Linked DNA regions of Drosophila melanogaster: region 2 is linked to region 1. A link is a contact called in public HiChIP or PLAC-seq data. All regions are on one chromosome and are shown on one strand. Each heading gives the region's core, a stretch centred on a gene start, on an enhancer-like site or on the middle of the called end of the contact. The rest is flanking DNA. Distances are from core to core; before and after follow the strand shown. Region 1 holds the start of CG42711. Region 2 holds the start of CG43333.

What was found. HiChIP or PLAC-seq counts read pairs in DNA pulled down with a chosen protein or histone mark.
Region 2: a contact with region 1 is called in a CP190 HiChIP or PLAC-seq map of the Kc167 cell line, with 6 times the contacts expected there. The contact joins the promoter of CG43333 here to the promoter of CG42711 in region 1. A contact is called at or near these places in 7 of 107 Hi-C or Micro-C datasets (the Clone 8 cell line, the Kc167 cell line, the S2 cell line and 3 more) and 2 of 6 datasets of contacts at active chromatin or transcription factors (both in the Kc167 cell line).

Annotation. Positions count from the first base shown.
Region 1 is chr2L:13,929,140-13,935,940 of dm6, forward strand. It overlaps CG42711, which reads right to left and starts at 2,223. Exons shown (of 2, transcript NM_001201872.2): 1 at 2,002-2,223; 2 at 1,183-1,943. The coding sequence starts at 2,196. The coding sequence ends at 1,578. All of the region lies in intron 7 of Ance-3 (Ance-3,), which reads left to right. It overlaps Vajk2, which reads right to left and starts at 5,553. Exons shown (of 2, transcript NM_135845.4): 1 at 5,459-5,553; 2 at 3,420-4,657. The coding sequence starts at 5,470. The coding sequence ends at 3,857.
Region 2 is chr2L:14,176,537-14,182,567 of dm6, forward strand. It overlaps CG43333, which reads right to left and starts at 4,150. Exons shown (of 6, transcript NM_176037.3): 1 at 3,670-4,150. The coding sequence starts at 3,771.

The sequences.
Region 1 (6,801 bases), core at 973-3,472:
TATTTCTACATTGATTCAAAGCATGTAAACACGCAATAAGAAACTTGATTGCGCGAATCGACTTCCGAACATGAAAATAAGTAAACAGGGAAAGTAAATACTGTACGCATTATTAATACATTCATTGTTTTGGCTGTGCATATATAATATTTAAATATAGTTAAGGAATTGAAAATGTCTATAGGTTGCAACCATTTTGACATGGACAATCTAAAATTATTCATTGCAGAATTTATTTGAATTTTTTTTAATCTGCATTGTGAAAATTGGGCTACTTTTCGGCCATTAAAGATCTGCTTTGTGATTAATGCCAAAAATTACTCATACAAGATTTGGTCGCGGCTTTCGTTCATTTGGCTCTGTGTGATTGTTGAAATGTGGCAACACATTTGGGTTTGGAAAATTTCTTTGCAACCGAAAAGTTGCGGGCAAAAGAAATTGCAAGTCAATTACCGTTAGACGGTTTGCATGGCGCCATGACGCAATCGCCACATGTGGCAGCCACACAAGAAACCACACAGAAACCAGCCGTTAGCAGCCACAATAATATCAGGCAAGCCGACGTCATCAGCATATCGCTAATTGATTGCGTCTGCATTGGTTGTTGCTGTTGTTATTGTTGCATTCACTTTGCTTTTGGCTTTTTAGGTCGAGCCATTCTCCATTGGCACACACACATTCGCAATTGAAGCGGCACGAACAAGCGGCTCCGTTTCTCGGGTTAGGACAAGATCAATGTTGTTGGCGTTGGTCAATCCAGGCAACAGGTTCTCCCAAAACGAAAGACTCAGGCAGCGAACTTGAAACGCGTATTGGCTCTTTCTGGACTGCCTGTCATTGCAGTTGATTGCGCCGATAAATGTTAGTGCTCTAACTCACGTGCATTAATTGTTGCATCACTTTTACCCGCCTTGCTTTTCATTTCGTTTTTTGGCAAATATTCACAATATTTTTCGCTTAAGTGCCTGATAGATTATATGTATGAGATGTTGTGGAGTAAGGGGGAAGTAATCTGTTTGAAGCCGAAGGGTAGGCATTTCTATGCGGAGCTTATTAATTATTAAGGCTTAAAAAGCGTTTTAAAATATATTTATGAATATTGCATACATGAAGCCGATTTTCCTTATACGCACGTAGTAAATGTTAAAATAGAGATTAAATAGAGATAGACAGAAAAGCATTAATACAATATTTGCTGCAGGTGTTGGTTTTAATATAATTTCAAAAATATTAAGGTGCAGAAAATTCTATAAATATGAAGGTGTACAAAATAAATAAAATAATACGACATTTTAATGAGTAATACGATTTTATGTCTTTGGTCGACTTACAAAACTATTCCGGTCACGACAATCAAATGCTTTGCTTTTATCACTCCGCAAGTACACATTATAATACAACTGAACTTACTTTTTATTATTGTACTTGTCGTCCTATCAATGTGAAATTCACTTATGTACATATATGGCTTTTCCACTTAAATGAAACTGATAAGAACGGTGCTTTACATGAAATTGATAATTCATTTTTCGTTTATAATATTTAAATTCTCTATTTGTGAACATCTAACTTATGTTTTATAATAGAGCTGTTTGCATTTCTGCATTAAATTTTACTTGGCGGCAGTTATTACCTAATGCAAGTCGTCGTTTTTGGCGAATACGTAGAGCAATCACAAAGGCTAAAACAATTATTAGAGCACCAGTTCCAATAAGAATTGACAATATGAGAGTTTTGTGCTTATTATTTAATTCTGTCAACGAGCTGTGCGTATTTCCTTGACCAAATGAATCCGATTTCGGAGATGATGATTCCGTATATTCGGTTAAATCGATAGTTTCTGTAGTCGATGTTGTTGTGGGTTGGATGGGCACACATTTTTCGTCGGTGGATTTTTCGAAGCCTGCACAACACACTTCTTTTTCTTCTAATTTGGTTAGGTTCTGAAGAATTTGGTAATCTTAAATACAACTTGGTCATTGCTCTTTATATGGAGCTTACCAGCAGCTTTTTTCCTGTAGGTATACCCAATTGCTGGAAATATTTGGCAAATTTTCCAAAGTCCTCCAAGGGCCTAGTAACCATTTTGGTATAATTAACAGTAACAACCTGACGACATAAATGAGAATTTACATCGCAACTAGAGATTTTATATGTCAAGATGCTGAGTGCAGCAAGCAATAATATCTTAAACATTTTTATATATTCAATCCGCTCTTGGAAACACACAAAAAGGAACTGATTTACAAAATGAGAATTAAGATACATTTCTTATTCTGAAAAGGTCAGTGGCGTCGCATTGTATTTTTATAAAGCAAATGTGGTTTATATATTCCATTTTGTGTAGATTTAAAATACAAATTTTTTGATATACATATATAGTGAATATATATAAAATATTGTTATTCCCTGGGTACTAGAAAATCCCTCTCTGATATATTTTTTCGACAACTCTGTGCGAAAAGATAGGAAAGCTATAGGAAAGATAAAAAAAAGCTCGACTTAAACTTAGTAATTTTTTTCGATGCATAGCGCTAGGCTTTTACGATATTGGGTTGGCATGAAAGCCATTAGGACAACATCCATATAGATACGTTTGTTTGTGAGATCGTATTTGTTTTCTCATTTCTTTTAGATAAATAGATATTATGTATAATATTATTATTAATATTATTCATTAAAATCGCCATATAATTTTGTAAGTTTAATTTTGGCTAAGAAGTTTTGTTCAGAGTGTGTTCGACTTTGTTATCCTTTTAAGTCAATTTTTAATTTTATATAATATGTAAAATTTTAAGTTGGTTTAATTGCTTAAAAGTATAAGCTCTTTATTTAAGCCTTGATTCTAGCTGTATTAACTAAGTAACAGTTCAAAGCTTAGGAAAGCTTAAATATATAATTTTTTGTTGCATAAATTTAGGCCTACTCACTAAATTTACAGTTTTAAAAACATTGTTTGCGAACAATTACTTGACGCACTGTAATGCAATTCAGAATAATTCCCAAAATTTATAATAAATAAATAAATCATTGCATAGTTGTGGGAATATCCTTTGACTAAAATAAGCTGTATTAATCCACTTAAGAGTAACTCCACACCCCCTCATAAAAATTAATAAATATCCATAAATATATAATATATATATATATTATATATAAATATATAATATGTAAATATATAATATGTAGTCCTTTATGGCTACGTTTTAACTTGACAGATATATAACTTCTGTAAAAAAATGTATTTATTCCAAAATAGCAATGCAGCAATACAAATTAAGCTTTCAGCTTAAACAAAAGGCTCATTAAGTGAAAATACCCTATATACCTTAAAAATATCCTATCGAACTTCTATCTTTTTTTTTTTTAATGGAAAGCCCAGTATTTCTGAAAGTACAAGTCTTAAGTTTTTTTTTTTTAATTTTCGTTTTATTTACATTATTTAAATATGTACAAATATTTCATAGAAAAGAAATTTACGTGAAAAAGTCGAAGGAGCAACTCGTCAGCAGTTATTTCTCTGTGATTGTCTACAAAAGAACTGTACACTCGATGGATTTGGATGCCAGGAGACAGGCACTTTTCAAACGCCCCGGATGGGTTTTGGCAAGCTTTCTATAATGGATTGCGTCAGTTGTGTGATTTTCTCCTGGTTCCGATCCTTCCAGAATTTCGGTTGGTATCACAAACTAAAACTAAATTTGTAAGTCGTACGTTGGCGGTTGCTGGGCGTGGAAAGAGAGGGAGGGGTGCTTGATTCTTAATGTCTGTTGGATACTTTCGACTTGTTGGTTGGTTCGCTCGCCTTCACCCGACTTCACTTCTCGCTTGGCCCTCGACAGCATTGCGATTTCATCTACTTTTTGTGGAGGTAGCCACCGTGGGCGGAGCCGCCGTAGGAGGAGCTGCCGTAGGAGGAGATTCCGTGTCCGGAAATTCCGTATCCGGAGATTCCGTGTCCGGAGTAGCCGTGGCTGATGATGGCAGGAGCAGCGGCAACGGTGTGGGTGACGGCCACGGCGGGCTTGACGTGGCTCTCAACGTGGACAGGCACGGGCACGGCCACCTTGTAGGGCACTGGACGCTCCACATGGACGGGCACCTTGTGGATCACACGCTTCTCGACGGTGTATGGCACGGGCTTCTCCACGGGCACGGGGTATGGCTTGTCGACATGGACGGTGTAGGGACGATCAACTGGGATCTTCACGGGCACACGGATCACCTTCTCGACGGGGTAGGGCTGGGGCACCTCGACGGGCACCTTCACGATCTGCTTGACGGGCACATGGACGATCTTCTCCACGGGGTAGGGCTGGGGCACGGGCACCTTAACGGGATAGGTGACGGTCTTCTCGACGGGGTAGGGAACGTGACGCTCCACCTGGTAGGGCACCTGCACGGTCCTCACCACGGTGTTGGTGTGCACCTGGGTGGGCAGCTCAGCGACAGCGGGAGCCACTGGAACTCCAACACCGATGCCGGATCCCAGAATGGCGCCTCCCGCCGATGGTCCGTATCCGTAGCCCAGACCGTGGCCAATGCCGCGCTTCTCCTGCTTCTTCTCGGCGGGCTCGGCGGTCTCGACGGCCTTCTTGGGTGCCTCCTCACTGGCGTTGGCCACCAGCACGCACATCGCCACAAGGCCGAAAATGAGCTGCAATGACAAGTGGGTTAAATTCGATAGAAACCCAATTGGCTTGGTCGGGCGGTTATGCAACTGCAGCCGCTTCCGGCTCCACCTCCGCCCGATTACTCCATAATTTGGAATATGACAATTATGCAATGTTGGGTGGAAAGTTGGCTGGGCAACCAGCCAAGTTCAATTGTGGCCTAGGCCCCCTGACATATTGGGCATGCGGCGTATACTTAATGTGGCTTGATATTTTCGCAATAATTCGGTTAAAATACAAATTGGAAGAAGGCAAATTCAACTCTTTGTAGTTTCGCGTTCAAAGCTTTTTAATACGAATCTACATTTTTGTTTTCTTTTTTAAATGCTAAAAACATATTCTAGGACTGCCTATCCTTTTCGGGTTAAAATGATCCTTAACACTTTTCGATTTTAGTAATTATGAAATGTGATTTCTTTCAATAAGATTTAAATGTAGAACTGGTAATGGAAAAATTAAATATTTCAATTAGTTTTCTCTCTAAAAATCCTTTCTTAAAACCATGTTCATATTTACTTGGGTAAACCAAAATGCCACAAAAAAGTAACATATCTAGAGACATTTTAGAATATCCGTTCTATCCTTGCTTTTGAAAGAGCTGATGAAGTCGTGCAAAAACCTTTTTAAAAATACTTTAATTGCAACACCGATATGTCTACATTGTTCCATAAATATATATATATATATTCTTTTGCAAGTCACTTTAACTGAATCCGAGTTTTTGAAACACAATTATTCTAAGCAGCACTTCGAAGGAGAACACACTGAGCTCAGACCGAACATACCATGGATTTCATTTTGCACTAGGTTAGCTCCTCAACACTTTGCGATCAAGATGGGCTTGTATGTCTCAACCAACCCGCAACAGTTAACTGAATAATTTCGCACAGACGCAGCGAGCTTTTATATGGCCGATGCTGTGGCGGGATTGTCTTCAGCCGCGGCTGCGCAGTCGACGTGAATCGAGATCGCAGCAGCCGTGTTGAAAAAGCTCGCTCTCCATCCGTTCGACAGCTCCTCTCTCTCTTGGCCAACTGTCCGTGTGAGCCCGTGGCCCAAAGGAAATGCGTCAGCAAGCGAGCTTTTTCGAAAGAGGGTGCCTCACACGGACAGTGTCCATGTTGTCCGTGTGATCTGCGCCTGTATGAGTGCGTATCTGTGAACACTCGAGCTCCAACTGTAGCGATCTTTGGGAACTACTGAAAGTATTCAGACACCAAGTAACTGGGGGCACAGTTTAGTAGAAAGAATCGTTTCTTGCCAATAGCCAACATAACAAACATAGCAAATGGGTAATTTCGTTTAATTTTGCCTTAATCTACCAAAGAGATCCAATCAATTCTTTTGGAGAATCGCTCTTAATTGTACAGTTCAAACAATATAGACTTTTTTAATCATATACGTATGAATTTTAATCAACGACTTTAGAGTTTTAGAGTCTCAGAGTTTGTTTCTAGAATATTCGAAAAGTGATAAATTTTGTATTGTTAAAATTTTAGTAAACAGCTTTAAAAGTCCTTAGAAAGTTTATGTAATTTTAGATCGGAGCCCTTCCTCCGACGTCTTTTTGCGCAGTTAGTATTGTTATATGTAGCCATTATTATATTATCATTTTCCCTTTGTACAAATATATCTTATTAATATATTTTTTGTAAAAATCTCACATAAATACATGAAGTGTTAGTGTTTGTTTCCCAGGTAAAATTACATTAATGAACACGACAAATAAAATAAACTACTTGTATTTCTTACCATTTTACATAAATCTTTGGAAATCAACACATTCGAAAAGAACATTAATTATAAACATAATAATTATTCAATTAAAAATTAAATATTAACAAAGTTAAAAATGAACATAAAGAGTTTAAAATTTATGGACCATAAATAAATGAGTAATTTTTGGCTGGTAACGAAACCTTCATAATTATTAAAAAATATATACATTAAAAAAGAGATCACAAATACTTTTCTAATGCATAATTTTGACTAGTCCTTAGTGTTGGGAAATTTTTGCCCCAAAGCCTTGAGCCATTAATAAATAACTGACCGCGAGCACTTCAGTCACATAATCAAATTAGACACAACGGGCAAAGTGTTCCACAGCCATAAGTTAAATTCACATTAG
Region 2 (6,031 bases), core at 2,900-5,399, 250 kb after region 1:
TTACTTTCTTTTTCCTCATCCCAGACGTCGTTTTAACGATCCCACCAGTTGCCATGTGAAATTATTGTTTATAGGTAATAGCATTTTTATTTTTCACTAAGCTAATTTCTGACGATCGTTTCCATGAAACTATGCGGAACCAAGCCTGTGGTTTACTGACCATGTTAATGGCTTAATAATTGAGAAGTTCGCTGGGGAAATGAGGAACTATAGAAAGCGGAAGATGCCATGAACCCCTCCTAGACGGCGGGAGATCCGCAATTCTCGGAAGAAACTTGCCTTTTACTTTAAGCCAACCTTCTTTCGTTCTAGTTAAACTAAATGTGGGTCAGCGAATTGCAAAAACGCTTGTACAGATTCAAATTACATATATATGCGCAGAAAATAACTAATTTACATTGATAGGATAGCATAATACTTGGAGTAAGATGCAATTTTTCTTGCTGCACAAGTTGCAAGGTGGAAAATGGAAACCAAGAAAATTTCATAATCTCTCTTATATCAGCTATGCTATTACATTTACAGTGATTTTTTTCCCCAAACAGCCCTTTCACAGCCCAATCAGGCATGACACTTTGGTTTCATTCACTTTTCAGGCAATTTTCCTCTCATTCAAAAGCGAAATTGATTTAATTCTCAATGAGTTCGAAACCAGTTGGGTGCAAAGCCAATCAAATTAAATCGGACCAGAAAAAGACCACAATAAAGAAATAAGGCAGATCCAATTGGACAGTCGCTGTCCCGGTGTGATTAGCGTTCCATTATTTTATTTGTTTGTGGTTAGTAGCTGAAAGGCGATCTCAATGGGATTAGCTTGATGCGAATCGATTTAAAGAGGCGCCAGGCTAATGGCAGCTCATTTACTTTCCTAAAGTGGAAAACATCGAGGGCCATAATCAAAGGCGATTGAGGTGCGATGATTGAGGCCCTGAACCTGATTAGCTCTTCAGCACCGGCAAGTGGCATCATCACCTTAACCTAAACCTCTCTCTCTCGTTGAATCTTTCCTGTTCTGCCACAAAAACAACTTTCATTTTTCAAGCTAAATCCATTAAGAGTTTGTCACCTCTCCGCTCGGATATTGAAATATCTTTCAGATAAATATGCAACCGAACAACAACAATTCGTATAAAGATCTCTCGATTGACCCACTTTCCATGCCTTCAAAACGAGCAGAACGAACCCAGCCCGCAAAAAAAAAAAAGAAATTACAATGAAATGCGGCTTCTTATTATGATTTTTGCTGCTTTTATTATTATTTTTCTTTTTGTGGTGGATGTTGTTGCTGCGACAACAAAAGCCGCTCCGAAATCGAACAGGTTGTAGGGTCCCCGTCACAAAAATATGAAATTATTACCCGCCGCAAGTCAATGAGAAATGTCTGCTGTATTTATTACCAGCTCGGGGCTACATTTAATCGTATATGATAAGCGGCTATACCATGGGAAGCTTAATTCCGGCATTTATTGTTTGCCTTCGAAACAAAAAGAGTGAATTTATGTGATGAGCAGCAATTTGGCAGCGGTTTCATAACAATCCAAAATTTATAGATACGTTAAAAGATTTCCTAATTGTGTGATGCATTATGTGATGTGATAGGTGTGAAAAAGCGTCTTCAATAAATGAAATTACCTTCCAATCTATTGAAATAGCAATCTCAGAATGGGATCTATGATCTTCGCTGGCTGTGTTCTTTTCGAGCATATAGGAAGTACATTATATTTGCCCCAACAAAAGTGAAAGCAAGTCAGGTAAAATACACATAAATATGTTAACTAAAACCAAAAAAACAAACAGCAAAACGAAACAAACGAGAAACCAACAATTTGGCAGGCCCAGAAAAACATGTTCGCAGACAGCAAATCGCTGTTTCTGCCGGGATGCGGATTTCTGCTGCTGCGCCTGTGCCGTGAACTATGGAACTTGCGACTGGACATGGACGATGGGCAACAGATGGTACTGAGTAGTTGACTGCCGGGCTGCCAAGTTTACACGACACAACTGCAAGCGCTACGTGAGGCAATGTATACAAAATAATAAAAGTTCAAATTAAGCAATAGCAAAAAAAAAAAAACGGGAAAAATCAACCGAAAAGAAATTTAACAGCCACCAATAAGCCGACAAATCCCGAATAGCAACAAAAGTCTCCCAGGCCAGCCAATGCAACATCAGCCAGTTCCTGTTCATGGCCAGACAAAAGGAAGATGATGATACTTTTTTCTTTAGCAGGCTTAGTTGCTTGGCCAAAAAGTAAAAAATTGTTAAGATGCAATCGCAGGCCATTGCCACAGCTTATGTCAATAGTGAGAGATGATGTTGGCAAAAATCTGGTTCAAACACGTTTTTCTTTTCCTACGTTATGGCGATGTTGTGCAAGTTGCCCGAAAGGAAATTGGCAAGTCAACCGATGCACGAAAAGGTTAAGGACAAAGCAAATATTGCATCGAACATGAAATTCATTCCCGATATACATGAACTTCTTTTGTCCACTAATTGACCGCTCTCATACTCCCAAAAAGCTGTCGATAATCAGGGCCTTTTAATCCGCCTGCCAATTCAACCATAATTCCATATCCAAACATTGCCCGCAGCACAAAAAAAAAATCTTTTTACGTAATCCAAACCTCAATTATAGGCATTAGTTCATCCAAAAATAAAGATTAAAGACGAAAAAAGAGGAGACAACAGAGCTGTTGATTTCACATCATAAATTGTTGTGGCTTTTGGCCAAATCTCTTTGGGTTTTAGCCGTAAAAGTGAAAACTGTAACAACGGATGCCCAACATGATCAGATTACATCAACATAGGAAAATCAGAAAGTCTGGTTAAGGTGATCGATTATCTAAGAGACCTTCAACTTGGCCAGAAGAAAACGAAAGTTCTAAGAAACCCTCATGACTTGACAGATTATCTACCAAAATTTTGCTTAACGATACTGGAAGATATTTGTCTTCCTGACCACTCCACGCGAACAGGTTTAAATGTTGTCCCATGACTTTACGGCTTTTACTCCTCTTTTGCATCTTCATTTAATCGAGTCCCCCACCTTCGATTGAGCGAAAGATAAAAATATTTTTGTGAAAAGGGAAAGTTCATTGAGGCGTTGAAAATCGTTTTCGTTTTCAGTTGCGGTCCTAAACGTTCCAACAATTAATATTGAAATCCCAAAACAAATATTTAAATAATTGAATTTTTAAATAGACTGTGGAACTTGGGAGCTCCAACTGCGATCAGTCAGGGGGTTATCTTATTGATAGAAAGTCTTATGCAAGTCTGGGGAATTTCTGTGATAGGCGCTCCGAAATCTTTGACCGTTTGGTATATTTATGCGAGTACTACTCAACGCATGGCAACTTTCTTTGGCCGAGACTCGAAAAGATCTGAAAACTGTGTCAATTTGGTTGGGACAAACGAAGAGTCCCACAAAGCCAGAGATCTAACAATGAATATTTGCATATCGTTCAATGGAAATGCAAATTAAGTGATAAACATTTTTTCTCTATTTCTATGATTATTTGGCACATATTTGGGATGACGTTTATGAGGCATTGCCTTTGTCTTGTGGAATGTGGAACATCAGCGATATACGATACAACAACAAAACAATTATTGAAATGATCGATTCAGGTCAATTTATTTTCCTTGATCATTTTGTATTTCCCAACTTACCCCATTGTGAAGGCCGACATTGGGTGGTGGTATAAATCCTTGTGCATTCGCGGTGACCACCCACAGGCACAAAGTGCCCCACAGTGCCAAAGAGACCCTCATGATTCACTCGGGAATTCCAGATATGCTATATATTTCCTCCGTTAACTATTAATGTTTTCTCAATTGATCCGATATCAATGCACTATTTTCTTTTAAAACAAACACGATACCGCTGCCAAATATCCCATGAAAAAAGGGGGCGCACGAAAAAATGTCAGTTATGCGACGCGAAATGATAACACTAAATCCAAATCAACTTGGTACGAAGTTATTTTCGTTACGTTTTCTATTTGCTTTATGCAAATGATGCAGTTTTCTTCGCTCTTGGTTTTAAAATTCCGTTAACGTTTGAGCCGCGTTTGGGGACTTTTAAATTGACTGCCGTTGGTAGCAGCCGCAGACACGACTTGTCTGGTAAAAGTTCGAAGCTTAACTGAAGATCATTAAACGTTTGGTAACAATTTAAGCCAAGCTTGCCGCGAAGATGCCAAAAAGCGGTCGCAATGGCAACGAAGACGCCAGCAACATGCGCACCTCGGCAACATGTTGCTCGTGTCGAAGAGGCAGCAATCTGGCCAAAGAGAAAGCAAAGAGCGCGATTTTGTGGCCGAAAGAGAAAGTGTTGCCGGGTTTTGAGTTGGCCACATGAGGAAATGGCTTGCGCTTCTGCATTACCTTATCAATTTAGCGTGAATCACTGGCATATCGAACCCAGAAATGGCTTACCCGAAACTCAAATCTCTGATCGTTATTTCCATGTCGCCAAACGATTGTGGCCACAACCACGTAGCTTACTCGGAAGTGGCGATAAGATCTCTGTTGGGGGGCGTCCAAGAATCTGAGCTATACCCAAAATTATTTTATTGCATTGCACCGTTTAAGCCAAAAGACGTGTGTGTCTGATCTTATGACATGTAACAACAGTAGCTGACAATATTCATTACGGCGTCTATAATCTGATTCACATTTTTATGATTTGGGCATGATTAATGCTGAGCTGGAATTTCGGTTGAGTAATGTGTTTAAAATTCCCGCTGAGATCGCATAAGGCGATCCATTGAACAGCCCCTTATACCTTACATCACAGCCACTGGGCAGTGAATCTACATATTGCGCTCGACTTGATATCTTAATAGGGAAGAGTCTTGTGAGCCAGGGATCATCGGATTATTGGAATACATTAATCACTGTAAAAATGTTGAATTCAAAGATAAGCTGAACACACGCATTAAACAGCAAAACATGCTGGGCTATATTTTAAAAATGATAGCATTTTGGTCAAGAGCTTTAAGTTTTTAGATTACATTTTCGTATTACTATCTTTTAGGTAACCAAAAATGTTCAAACACAATACTGCCTTCTTATCATTACTTTTTTGGATCCTCCCCATTGATAGCGATATTTTAATTTTTAAAATTATTTCCTCTTGTGAAACACGATGATAAAATGCATTTTATATCAGAGAACAAGTCAGACCGATCAACAAATTATTGCATTTCCAGCTTTCCACTCAATTATTTCCAGGTCGCAAGCAATTCGGTGGCGACTAATCAACAAGTCCATCAATCAACTCCCCAAATAGGCATTTCATCGCCGGCTTTCATAAATAACTTTTCACTTTCCGGACGCCCAGGAAAACGAATGCAGTCCCAAGGCCAATTATTTAGGGGTCCAAATGCAATTCTAAAAGACCCGGCCACAGGTATTTTTAAGTGGCGATTGCATAAGTGGCAAGCGCCAGTCAGCTTATCAGGTTTGGCTTCTTTGTTCCATTCACAGACAATGATAATGACCCATGATGATACTAAAGATCGGGCCCCCACTTGCCCCTCTCTACGGTCTGATGTTTTGAAGTGCGTGCTTAAATTTTATTTGATGACTTTCTTTGTTGACCGATCGGGCTGTGAGAAAAAAAAGATACTCTGCGCTAATCCAAAGATCGGTGGAAAATATTTTCACCTGCGCTTGATTGAATTGTTTGCACAATCCGTGGAAAATATTAACAGGAAGTTAACCCCTTGTCAAATCAATTTCTAATTACCTGATTATAATTTCTATATACTTATTTTTAATTTCGGACATTTCTGTCTTTCTCTGCGTATATCCCGCGGCGTGCTCGTGTTTCTGTAATTACTTCCCACACATGGCGAAAACTGCGAGCTATAATTGCCAATTTTGCTTGTTTGCTAATGGCTTCCCATTAATGTTGACTACCAGGGTCAGAGACAGGGCAAACCCAGTGGCAGTTGCGATCTTGTGTTCGATCAATTACAATTTATTGAAAGTGGTGCGACAAATTAGTTGTGACTCAAAGCATTAT